2 separate regions of the Mus musculus genome follow, and region 2 is linked to region 1. Evidence: chromatin contacts called from public Hi-C data. All regions are on one chromosome and are shown on one strand. The core of a region is the stretch at or near the end of the contact, and the rest is flanking DNA. Distances in the headings are between cores, read along the strand shown.

What was found. A called contact is a pair of places that touch in the nucleus more often than the background predicts.
Region 2: a contact with region 1 is called in a Hi-C map of rod photoreceptor, with 2.7 times the contacts expected there. The contact joins the promoter of Impdh2 here to the enhancer-like site in region 1. A contact is called at or near these places in 4 of 39 promoter capture datasets (the C10 cell line, cranial neural crest, hippocampal neurons and 1 more), 7 of 484 Hi-C or Micro-C datasets (LSK cells, Th1 cells, embryonic stem cells and 3 more), 4 of 115 datasets of contacts at active chromatin or transcription factors (the 230-238 cell line, embryonic midbrain, large pre-B cells and 1 more) and 3 of 9 other capture datasets (adipose tissue, liver and pancreatic islet).

The regions. Positions count from the first base shown.
Region 1 is chr9:108,360,304-108,365,716 of GRCm38.p6, forward strand. It overlaps Usp4 (ubiquitin specific peptidase 4 (proto-oncogene)), which reads left to right. Exons shown (of 22, transcript NM_011678.2): 5 at 2,258-2,403; 6 at 2,534-2,595. Among named protein-coding and RNA genes, the nearest start is that of Usp4, 15 kb to the left of the region's middle. Within about 2 kb of position 2,853, at least 4 of the 459 cell types and tissues checked have an H3K27ac peak or open chromatin away from gene starts, as enhancers often do. A contact at or near this core is called in rod photoreceptor, where this site is marked.
Region 2 is chr9:108,557,974-108,563,386 of GRCm38.p6, forward strand. Impdh2 (inosine monophosphate dehydrogenase 2) reads left to right here and starts at 2,463. Exons shown (of 14, transcript NM_011830.5): 1 at 2,463-2,658; 2 at 3,061-3,109; 3 at 3,624-3,725; 4 at 3,810-3,884; 5 at 4,201-4,407; 6 at 4,819-4,906; 7 at 5,163-5,362. The coding sequence starts at 2,561. It overlaps Qrich1 (glutamine-rich 1), which reads left to right. Exons shown (of 10, transcript NM_175143.5): 10 at 1,273-2,194. The coding sequence ends at 1,465.

The DNA.
Region 1 (5,413 bases), core at 1,603-4,102:
TTTCACTATTGTTACTCATCTGTGGTCTTCAGTCCTGACTTGGAAGTCTTCGTGAGGGAATGTTTATGAGGAACCAGACCTGGGAACTGTGTTCTATAGAACAGTACTTGGGCAAGCAAAATGGCCAGCAAAGTAGCTCAAGCAGGCCTGAACTCTGTATAAAGTCATGCATAACCTTGTATTCCTGATCTCCCTGTCTCCACCTCCTAAGTGCCTGGTTTATATGATCCTAGGGATCGCACTCATGGTCTCAGAACAAAAACCAAACAAAACCAATAAAAGCCTTTACTACTTGAATTGGGCATGGTGTCTAACACCTGTAATCCCAGCACTTGGAGTGCAGAGGCATGAGGATCTGCCAAGAGTTTAAGGCCAGTGTGAGAGCCTATTTCAAAGAGGAAAAAAAGGAAAGGCTAGGAAGATGGTTTAACAGGTAAGGGCCCGCTGTTCGGGCATGAGGAATTGAGTTCAGATCCCTACCATATAGGAAATCCAGGTGTGGTATGTATCTTAAACCTTAGTACTGGGGAACGTGAGACAAGCAGGTAGATTCCTGAAGCTCATTGGTCACCACTCCCAGGTAAATCAATGAACTTTTAGATTCACAGAGAGATCCTGTCTCAGAAAATAAAAGATGGGAAGGGATGGAAAGATACCTAAATATGGCCTCTGGTCCCCACAATGACACCCACCCACACACATGCTTATGCATATACCAGCACTAACAAATCACATACCATACACAGAAGACATAACAGTGGCTGGAGAGATGGTTCAGTGATTAAGAGCACTGGTTATTCTTCCAGAGGAGTTAGACTGAATTTGTAGTATCTACGTGGCAGTTTACAATTGCCTTAGTTACTGTTTAATTCCTGTGAAGAGACACCAAGACCAAGGCAACACTTATAAAAGAAAACATTTCATTGGGGGCTTGCTTACAGTTTTAGAGGATTAGTCCCTGAGCGAGCGTCATGGCAGGAAACACACTGGCGTGGTGCTGCAACAGTATTTTCATACTGATCTGCAGGCTTTCCATACTGACCTCGGAGAGGAGGAGAGAGCATGAGCAGCACAAGGCCTAGTGAGGGCTTTCGAAGCCTCCCAGGGATCCCCTTCTCCAACAGGCCACACTTCCTAATCCTTCCAAACGGTTCCTCTACCTGGGAGCCACACATTCAAAGACATGAACCTATGGGGGCCATTGTCATTCAAACCACCACACTCTCTTTAACTCCAGTCCCATGGACCCACAGCCTCTGGCCTCTTGAGGGTATCAAACACATTTAGTGTACAAACATACATACAGTCAAAAACGCATTTATACATATAAAAATTAATTAAAAAAAAGAAACCCTAACAATCTCAGGGGAGAATGGCTGATTCTGTTTGGGTTGGTTGTTGTTTTGGGGAGCTGGGGGTCAATCTCAGGACCTTTCACTCATGCTGAGCAAGGGCTCTACACTAAACCACATCCTCTGTCCACTCTGCCTAGCACCCACTTTCTTTGAGATGAAGCCTTGCTGTGTAGCTCAGATGACCTCAAACTCATGATCCTGTGCATCATCAAATCCATTGCTAAACCATGGGCTGGGCTGTATGTATCCTGGCTCCGAGGTCACTTTTTCTTCCTTAAAACTTTATTACATCACTCCCCTTCTCTCTCCTTACTCCACCCCTCCCCTGCTCTCTCAGATCTCTCCTGTGGCCTCGCCCACTCCATCTAAAATTGGTGAAATAAACTCAGAAGGTTGTGTGTGTGTGTGTGTGTTTGTCTAACAGTAATGATCATAGAACAAGCTTCTCTTCTTGTTTGTTTTCTGAGACAGAAAGTTGTGTGCCACCACGACCTAGCTTCCAGTTTTCTAACTTTTATGTTACTTTTCTTTCTTTATCTTTTCATCTTTCTTCTTCCCTTCCTCTTTTTTTTTTTGTTTGTTTTTTTGAGTCAGGGTTTCTCTGTGTAGCCCTGGCTGTCCTGGAACTCACTCTGTAGACCAGGTTGGCCTAGAACTCAGAAATCTGCCTGCCTCTGCCTCCCAAGTGCTGGGATTAAAGGTGAGCACCACCACTACCCAGCTTGCCTTAACATGAGTTTTTCCTGACCTGATGACAAACAGAGCCAGCTGTAGTGGCGCATGCCTGTGTGGCAGTAGAAGGAGGGGGAGTTCAAGGCCACCCTCTGGTATTAGTGAATTCTAGGGTTTCTTTAACTTTATTTCTGGAGACAATCCTGAGTGATGTTTTTGCCTGTTCTTAGCAACTATTGAGAAGGAGATGAGGAAGCTCTTCAACATCCCTGCAGAACGTGAAACACGGCTTTGGAACAAATACATGAGCAACACCTATGAGCAGTTGAGCAAGCTAGACAACACTATCCAGGATGCTGGGCTGTACCAGGGTCAGGTAAGCGGGCCCAACCCATGCCCAGACAGGCAACTCTGACTGGGGTGTGTGTCATGAAGGCTTCTGGCAGTAAGCATGTCAGCAGTAGGGTTTGTTGCATTGTGCTCATCTGGTTTCCCCTTTCACTCAGGTGCTAGTAATTGAGCCCCAAAATGAAGATGGCACATGGCCCCGGCAGAGCCTGCAGTCAAAGTAAGTGAGTCTTCTCCCCCATGTACCTGGCTCATAGGTGCAGAGGAAGGGAAGAGGGAAGGCTTGTTCTGAAGTAGGTGGAAAGCCGGTTTCTCATTCCAAAGCCCCAGTTTTTAAGCAGCCTGCTTGACATTCATGCACGAAATAGCTGTCGGGATTCCGTCAGGACAAGAGATGGGGAGGGATCTGATATTGTGGCTCTGTGTGTGTGTGTGTGTGTGTGTGTGTGTGTGTGTGTGTTAAGCTCCTTTATTTTTCTACTTGTAGTTTAGAGGCTTTGAGAAAGGAAGGAGGATTAGGGTGAGGTCTTGGACGACGTAAGGGTGATAGCTTGCTCCTACTCGACTTTTCTGTGGCCTCTTACAGATTACAGCTCAGCTACTAAATTTGGATTCCAAGCACAGTTATGCCAGGAGATATTCATGTGGCTTGTGGAATTGTGCACCTTGCAGTAGAAAGTGATGGCTTTTCTCTAGGATGTAGTGCAGGGAAATAACATGAGTGTTTCCTGACCTGATGACAAACAGAGCCAGCTGTAGTGGCGCATACCTGTGTGGCAGGTAGAAGGAGGGGAGTTCAAGGCCACCCTCTGGTACTTAGTGAATTCTAGGCTAGCCTGATATATAGGAGACCATATCTACAAAACAAACAAACAAAAGCAAACCTGTGGCTGGGATGATGCCTCAGCAGGTCAGTTGCTTGCTATGCAAGCATGAAGACCAGAGTTCACATTCCCAGAACTCACTGTGTTGGGTGAGTGTGATAGCCTGCCTATAATCCTAGTGCACAGGAGCTGGAGGCAGGGATCTCTAGAGCAAGCTGTCCAGCCATTTAGCAGAAATGGTCTCACCCTGTATTCAGAGAGATCTGCCTCAGAAGGTGAAGAGCAGTGAAGGAAGACAACTAACATGAACCTCAGCTTCCACATGTATGTGTACACACATGCACGTTTCCCACATCTATGCATATGCAAAACAAAACAAAACAAAACAAAAGTTTAGTAGAAAACACTGTATTGCCACAAAATGTTTGTCCTTATTACAGAACTTAGACTGCTTTGCAGGTGTGATTAAATTAATTATGTTGAAATCAAGAGACTCTCCAGGTGGACCCATTGTAATCATGAGACTCCCTGGAGGTGAGAGGGAAGCTGGAGAGTCATAGTAGGTATGCAATCAGAAGCAGAGGCGAAGCAGTCAAGTGTGAGAAAAGCTTTACTGACTCAGCCAGGACATGGGAACGAACGCCTCTACAAGGATCTAGGGACTGCTGAGAACTGTAACTGGGACATCTTGACTTGAACTCAGACCTCCTTTGGGTTTTTTTTTTTTTTTGTATATGTGAATGGGCATTTTGCTTGTATGTATATCTGTGTATTATGTGTGTGCCTGGTGCTAGAAGAGGGTATTGGATTCCCTGGCCTGGAGTTGCAGGTGGTTGTAATCGTATGGATGCTGAGTCCTCTGCAGAAGCAGCAAGTGCTCTTGGTCATGGGAGCCTCTCTGCAGCCCTCCTTAGACTTTCACATCTATGCTTTTATGAGAACTCAGCTGGGTTGTCTGAAGCCCCTGACTGAGTGACACCTGTAACAGAACAGTAGGAAACAGTGGGCAAGTGCAAGCTGGACTGCCCCCCTCTTCACCAGAGTGCACAAAGCAGACAGCAGCCTCCAGCCTGTGGATCCTCCAGGGCTTGCACAGGGGTCGCCTGTGACCATGGGAAAACACAAGCAAAATTACAGTTACGAAGTACAATGAAAATAATTTTATGGTTGGGGGTCACCCCAGACTGAGGAACTGTGATAAGGGTGTGAACACTGCCAGGCAGTGGTGGTGCACACTGTTAATCCCAGCACTTGGAAGGCAGAGGCAGAGGGATTTCTGAGTTCGAAACCAGCCTGGTCTGCAGAGTGAGTTCCAAAACAGCCAGGGCTACACAGAGAAACCCTGTCAGAGTGTGACCATTAGGAATGGTGAGAACCACTGCTCTAGAGAAAACCCTCTAGGTGCTCAGCTTGTAGCCTGGGAGGTACAGGTGGTAACCCAGGCAGAGGCAGGCTGGCTGGCCTGGCCTTTGGACCTCTGTCTTCTTGGTTTTCCTTCTCCCTATCCACCCCACACTCTGAAGCCTAAGAATTTTCACTAAGGGAGACAGCTTTTGAAAACGTAGCAGTGCCTCCTTGAGACTCCATGAAGGGTAGAGTCTCTTGGAGTGGTGTGGTTGATCAAGAGTGAGCATAGAGTGGAGTGAGGTGCATTCTCTGATCTCTGGTGCAGTACCAGATATTGTTGTGCATGAGGATACAGCCATAAAGTGAACAGTTTGTTGGGTCAGGAAAGGAGATCAATAGGAAAAGTACTTGTGCCCACCGATTCATAAGCAATATAGAAAAAATTGAAGGAGAGAATTATCAAGCTCTAGGAGTTAGAATGGGGAGGACTTAACCTGCTGAGCCATCACACGAGATGGACACACACACACATAGAATATATGTGAATGGATGAATGAATGGATGACTGTGTGTTCGTGTGTGTAAGTGCAGACACAGGCTTGTGGAGTCGAGGTTGACGTCAGAGGTCAGCCCACCTAGGTTCAGATGGGAATCTCTCTCAAGTTTGCTGCTGCCCACGCCACCCTAGATGACCGACCAGAGCTGGGCCCACAGACGTGACAAGTTCTCTCCGCTCTACTTCATAGCTCCTGCGTAGTGTGAAGACAGCGCTTTTGCAGCTTAACCGAGAGTGGGGAATGTTTTTCCTTCCCTTTTTCCTCTTTCCATATAGGCCAGATTGTCCTCAAGCTTTTTGATTCTGGGGAT
Region 2 (5,413 bases), core at 1,213-3,712, 200 kb after region 1:
TTGAGTGCTCAGAGTAATGGTCTCTCCCACCACACCTAGCCAAAAAGTGTCATATACACAACACTATAGTATAAATGGATCATGAACTCCACTAGCCACTTCTTTTGAGACATTGTTTCTTCTATGTAGCTTTGGGTGGCCTATAAATCATTCTGTAACTAGGCTGGCCTCACACAAGAGATCTGTCTGCCTTTGACAGACAGTACTGAGGTTAAAAGTGTGCATCACCACAGCAGGCTCTGACGTAACTTCACAGAGGGTATACAGGTACAAAGGCTTTTTTCTTTACTTTCTTTCTTTTTTATAGTATAGAATAGAGTTTATTAAGGGCAAAGGGGGGGAGTCAAGAGGATAGTAGTGGCAGAAAAGGCAGAGAGGGGGAGAGAATAGAGAAGTAGAGGCCAGCCATGAGCATGTGGAGAGAAGGGGGGAAGGGAATAGGGAAGAGAGGGGGAAGGGAATAGCCCAAGAGGGCAAGAGAGAAGCAAGAGCAGCTTTTTTCTTTTAAAATCACACGGTGGACATTGTCACTGGCTCAAAGTTTATTGCTGGTGCCATCAGCATAGGGGTGTTGGGGTTCCTTTAGGTTTCTGATTGTATTCTTGTCATAGCAGGTTGGTACATCCTCTTCCTATCAATGTCAGAACAGCTTTTGTGGCTATGGGTCTTTGTACTTTCATTAGAATAAAACCTTCAGTGAGTTCGTCACTCTTCTATAAGTGATGAACAATTTCCCAATGCACTTGCATTGCTATTTCATGTCTGCTGCTTGAAAAGCCCATAACCATACTTTACATCCAAGAGTTTTCCCTTTTCTGGACATTACTAGCAGCTCCAATAAAGCATATTTAGATCGCCTACCTTTGTCCTCAGCTATTTCCTCTGTCGCTCTTACCTAGTATCAGTTCTTACATATTTTTATAACATGTCAGGAACCCTGCCCACTTAATTAACATCTGTACCTAATATAAAGCTGACACATGTTCCTTAAATTTTGAGTGGATGAGGGAATGGCTGTGAGACTGTTGGAGCACGCTGAGTACTGAAGAGGTACTGAGTACTGAAGAGGTACTGAGCCCAGAGAAGGTGGTTATTGGCCTTTGCTGCTGAGTTAAAAACAATGTGGGTAAACAGCTGGAGCTAGGTCTTCTAGATGCTTATCTGCTGCCAATGGGATATAGATAGATTTAAGTAGTTCAACCTGAAATTGTTTGGGAGGCTCAAACAGGAAGGGTTAGAATTATGCTATTACTTACTGAAATTCTTCTTCAGCCCTCAGAGTGTGAAAGGCCGAAATGACACCTTTTACCTGACACCTGAGCCAGTTGTAGCTCCCAACAGCCCAATCTGGTACTCAGTCCAGCCTATCAGCAGAGAACAGATGGGACAGATGCTGACCCGGATCCTGGTTATACGAGAAATCCAAGAAGCCATTGCCGTGGCCAATGCAACCACCATGCACTGAGGTGCCTCAGCTATAGGAAAAAAGATCCAGGAAAAACCAGACAGACTTTCACACTAAAGGAGAGGCCTCCACATTTTTTTTTAATTTGTAGTTATGATGCTTTTCAGGCTACTTCTGTTCAAAATGTAAAAGACGATATTGCCCTCTTTGCATCTTCATAAAATGGGCAGACCCCTGGTTCATAGGGATCTGGGTTTTCTGAGAACCTGGTGTCCTAGGAAGTGGTTGGCTTTTTCTTTTCTCTTTTTTTCTTTTGTCTGGGGCGTGGGGAAAGGAACTTGGACTGTATGGAGAGATACAGACCCTTCCCTTCCTCAGGGAAGATGGAGCTGCTGATGCATCAGCCTGTCACTCGGAATCGGCAAACTTTACTGACCACTCAGAGCCACATTTGTTTTTTGTTTTTTGTTTTTTTTTTTTGTAATGCTCAGACATAAACTTAACATCTTGATGGAAGAAGAATAAGGGGAACTTCAATTATGATTTTTATCCAGACAATTTCTATTACACCCTTCTTTATGACAAGTGACATAAAAGTTAAAGTAAAAACTTTACCATGCGCTTTTTTTTTTTTTTGGCCTAACATTGAGGCCTTAAAAATGAGGCTCCTGTGCCTGATGGAATTCTTGTAACATACACTTGTGTATCATATAAAGATACCACTCTTTCTCTTATGTATTCTTATTCTAGTTGTTTATTAAGAATGACAAGCACGTCTTTTCAACAAGCTACTGGAGAACGTGTCTTTATTTGGGGGAGGAGCTCTGCGGGGGCGGGGGAGTGGAAACAAAACTTAATTGAATGGGCCTGGATCCTGCTGTGGTGGGATGCGGGGAGGGGTGGGACAGGAAACAGGCCTTTGGCCTTGGGCCTGTGAGCTCGATAAGCACGTGGTTACCCAGCTCTGCCAGCTCCGCCTCTATACGGGGCGTGGCCCTCAGTACGCACGCCCTACGCCTGGCGTCATCGACGCACGCAACGTGTGACGGAATAATCTAGTTTATATTGGCGCGGTCCGGACGGCAGAGGCCTCTGCGGCGCGGTCCTCGGAGCGGCGCGGTTCTCGGAGCCACGCGTCTGTCTTCCTCCGTGGTCATGGCGGACTACCTGATTAGCGGAGGCACCTCTTACGTGCCGGACGACGGGCTCACAGCGCAGCAGCTCTTCAACTGCGGGGACGGCCTCACCTACAAGTGCGGGTCTAGGGCACCCATCGGGGCGAGGCGAGGGGCCGCACGCTGGCGAGAAGGCCGGATGAGGGAGGGCTTCATTGAAACTGGTGGGAGCGGATGGGGAACAGAATCCGGGAATTCCTTATCGCCGAAGACTAACTTCGACATATGTGAAGCAGGGGCAGGGGTTTAGAGGGTGATTTCAATAGTATTTAATACTTGAGTCGTGAGACACAGTTCTCTGGATATGTGGAATATGTTAGCGTGCACTAATGACACCTCGGTGGCATCCACCCAGTGACATTTTGCCTGTGTCACACTTGCTGGTACAACTCCCTGCTCAAGAGTTTTATGGGATGATATATGGAGTTGAAGTTTCTTGGTGTCACAAGCCTGAGAGACCTGCTTATTTCCCTCCTACAGTGATTTTCTCATTCTTCCTGGGTATATCGACTTCACTGCAGATCAGGTGGTGAGTAATAAGGCACTGGATTTTTGGTTTGGGGGGTTCCTTTTTTTTTTTTTTTTTTTTCTGAGACAGGGTTTCTCTGTATAGCCCTGGCTGTCCTGGAACTCACTCTGTAGACCAGGCTGGCCTTGAACTCAGAAATCCGCCTGCCTCTGCCTCCCAAGTGCTGGGATTAAAGGCGTGCGCTACTTCTGCCTGGCTCTATTTTGTTTTTGAGACAGCCTGCCTACATTACTTTGGCTGTTCCAGAAGTGGTTTTGTTGACCCTAATTATTAGTGTCAACGCTCAGTCTTGTTTCTGAGTGGGTACTGTTATTACAGTAGGCATGTGCCCCTGTACCCACTCTAGGAACTGGATTGGTAAATATCTAGGAGGGGTAAGATGCTGCTGTTCGTTACTGTGAGCTTACTGCACCAGGCTAGGCTTTGTGGTGAACATGGCAGCTCACCCAGGGCTCCTGGGATGGACCCTGAGGAATAAGCTGTATTTTCCTTTGCTGGTCCTTTTTCTCCTCAGGACTTGACGTCTGCTCTAACTAAGAAGATTACACTAAAGACCCCATTGGTTTCCTCACCCATGGACACTGTCACAGAGGCTGGAATGGCCATCGCGATGGCGGTAAGGCTTGAGCGCCATGGGTGCCATCTTATAGCCAAAGATTGTGTTTCTGTTTTATCACTTACTTGTGTGTTCGTCTTGTAGCTTACAGGAGGTATTGGTTTCATCCACCACAACTGCACACCTGAATTCCAGGCCAATGAAGTTCGGAAAGTGAAGGTTAGAAGGCCAAGCATCATGGCCAAGAGTTGCTGGGAATTAGAGGCGTGGGGTGGAAGTGGAGGGTTTGTTTTGCTAAGCGTCCTTTCTCCTGCTGTGAGCTTCAGCTACTGAGGAGGAAGACCCAAGACCCCATTTCTTAGCTAGAGCACGCACGGTGCTTCCAGACCCCCTATGTCCATGTTTGAGCATTTCATTTCATTTGTTTCCGTGGCTCTGCTATACAGGACACTTAGGCATGGACCTCATCCTTTAGAACAGGGGCCTGATGACAGTGATATCAAAGATACAGTGACCTTCTCACCATTCCTTCCAGAAATACGAACAGGGATTCATCACTGACCCCGTGGTCCTTAGCCCCAAGGATCGTGTACGCGATGTTTTTGAGGCCAAAGCCAGGCATGGCTTCTGTGGTATCCCCATCACAGATACAGGCCGGATGGGGAGTCGATTGGTGGGCATCATCTCCTCAAGGGACATTGATTTCCTCAAGGAGGAAGAGCATGACCGGTTCTTGGAAGAGGTGGGTGCCACTGGCTGAGGAGAAACTAAGGTCTAAGCCCAGACTGGAGGAAGCATGCAGTTTCTTTTTACTTCTATGACACTGCTGACAGTCTCATTTCCTGTCCAAGGAAAATGCTCAGCTATGTTTCTTACTACTTCATGTGATCCCTGCATCCATCCCTTCTTCCTGCTGTGCCTCTGCTGTCTACATGTCTGTAACGTTTGTGCTTCCTTTCTTCGCCATGCTCTTGTGTGGTCCTCTCTAGAGAGGCTGCTCCTGCTGCTGTGTTCTCCATAACTACTGGCTGCCTCTCAGGAGGGGCGGCTCTGGTCATGTATGTGATCGTGGTGGTCTTTTGATAGTATAGTTTGACCTATGGGTAAAGGAGGGTCCTGGTCTGACTGGCCTTTGCCTCTTGACTCATCCTAGATCATGACTAAGAGGGAAGATTTGGTGGTCGCCCCTGCCGGCGTCACTCTGAAAGAGGCAAATGAGATTCTGCAGCGAAGTAAAAAGGGTGAGGCCTGGCCTACAAGGTGGAAAGGGGCTCAAATTATTTTATTTTTATTATTATTTTGGTTTTTCGAGACAGGGTTTCTCTGTGTAGTCCTGGCTGTCCTAGAACTCACTCTATAGACCAGGCTGGTCTCAAACTCAGAAATCCGCCTGCTTCTGCCTCCCGAGTTCTGGGATTAAAGGCGTGCGCCACCACCGCCCAGCTAGGGGCTCAAATTATATTCAGAACCGTGACTTGTTTCCTGCTCTGTCTTCAGGAAAGTTGCCCATTGTGAATGAAAATGATGAGCTGGTAGCCATCATTGCCCGGACAGACCTAAAGAAGAATCGTGATTACCCCCTGGCCTCCAAAGATGCCAAGAAGCAACTGCTGTGTGGGGCAGCCATTGGCACTCATGAGGATGACAAGTATAGGCTGGACTTACTGGCCCTTGCTGGTGTGGATGTAGTGGTTTTGGTAAGCTGCATTATAAATAAGGCAGGACTTAATGAGGTGATTGCCATATCA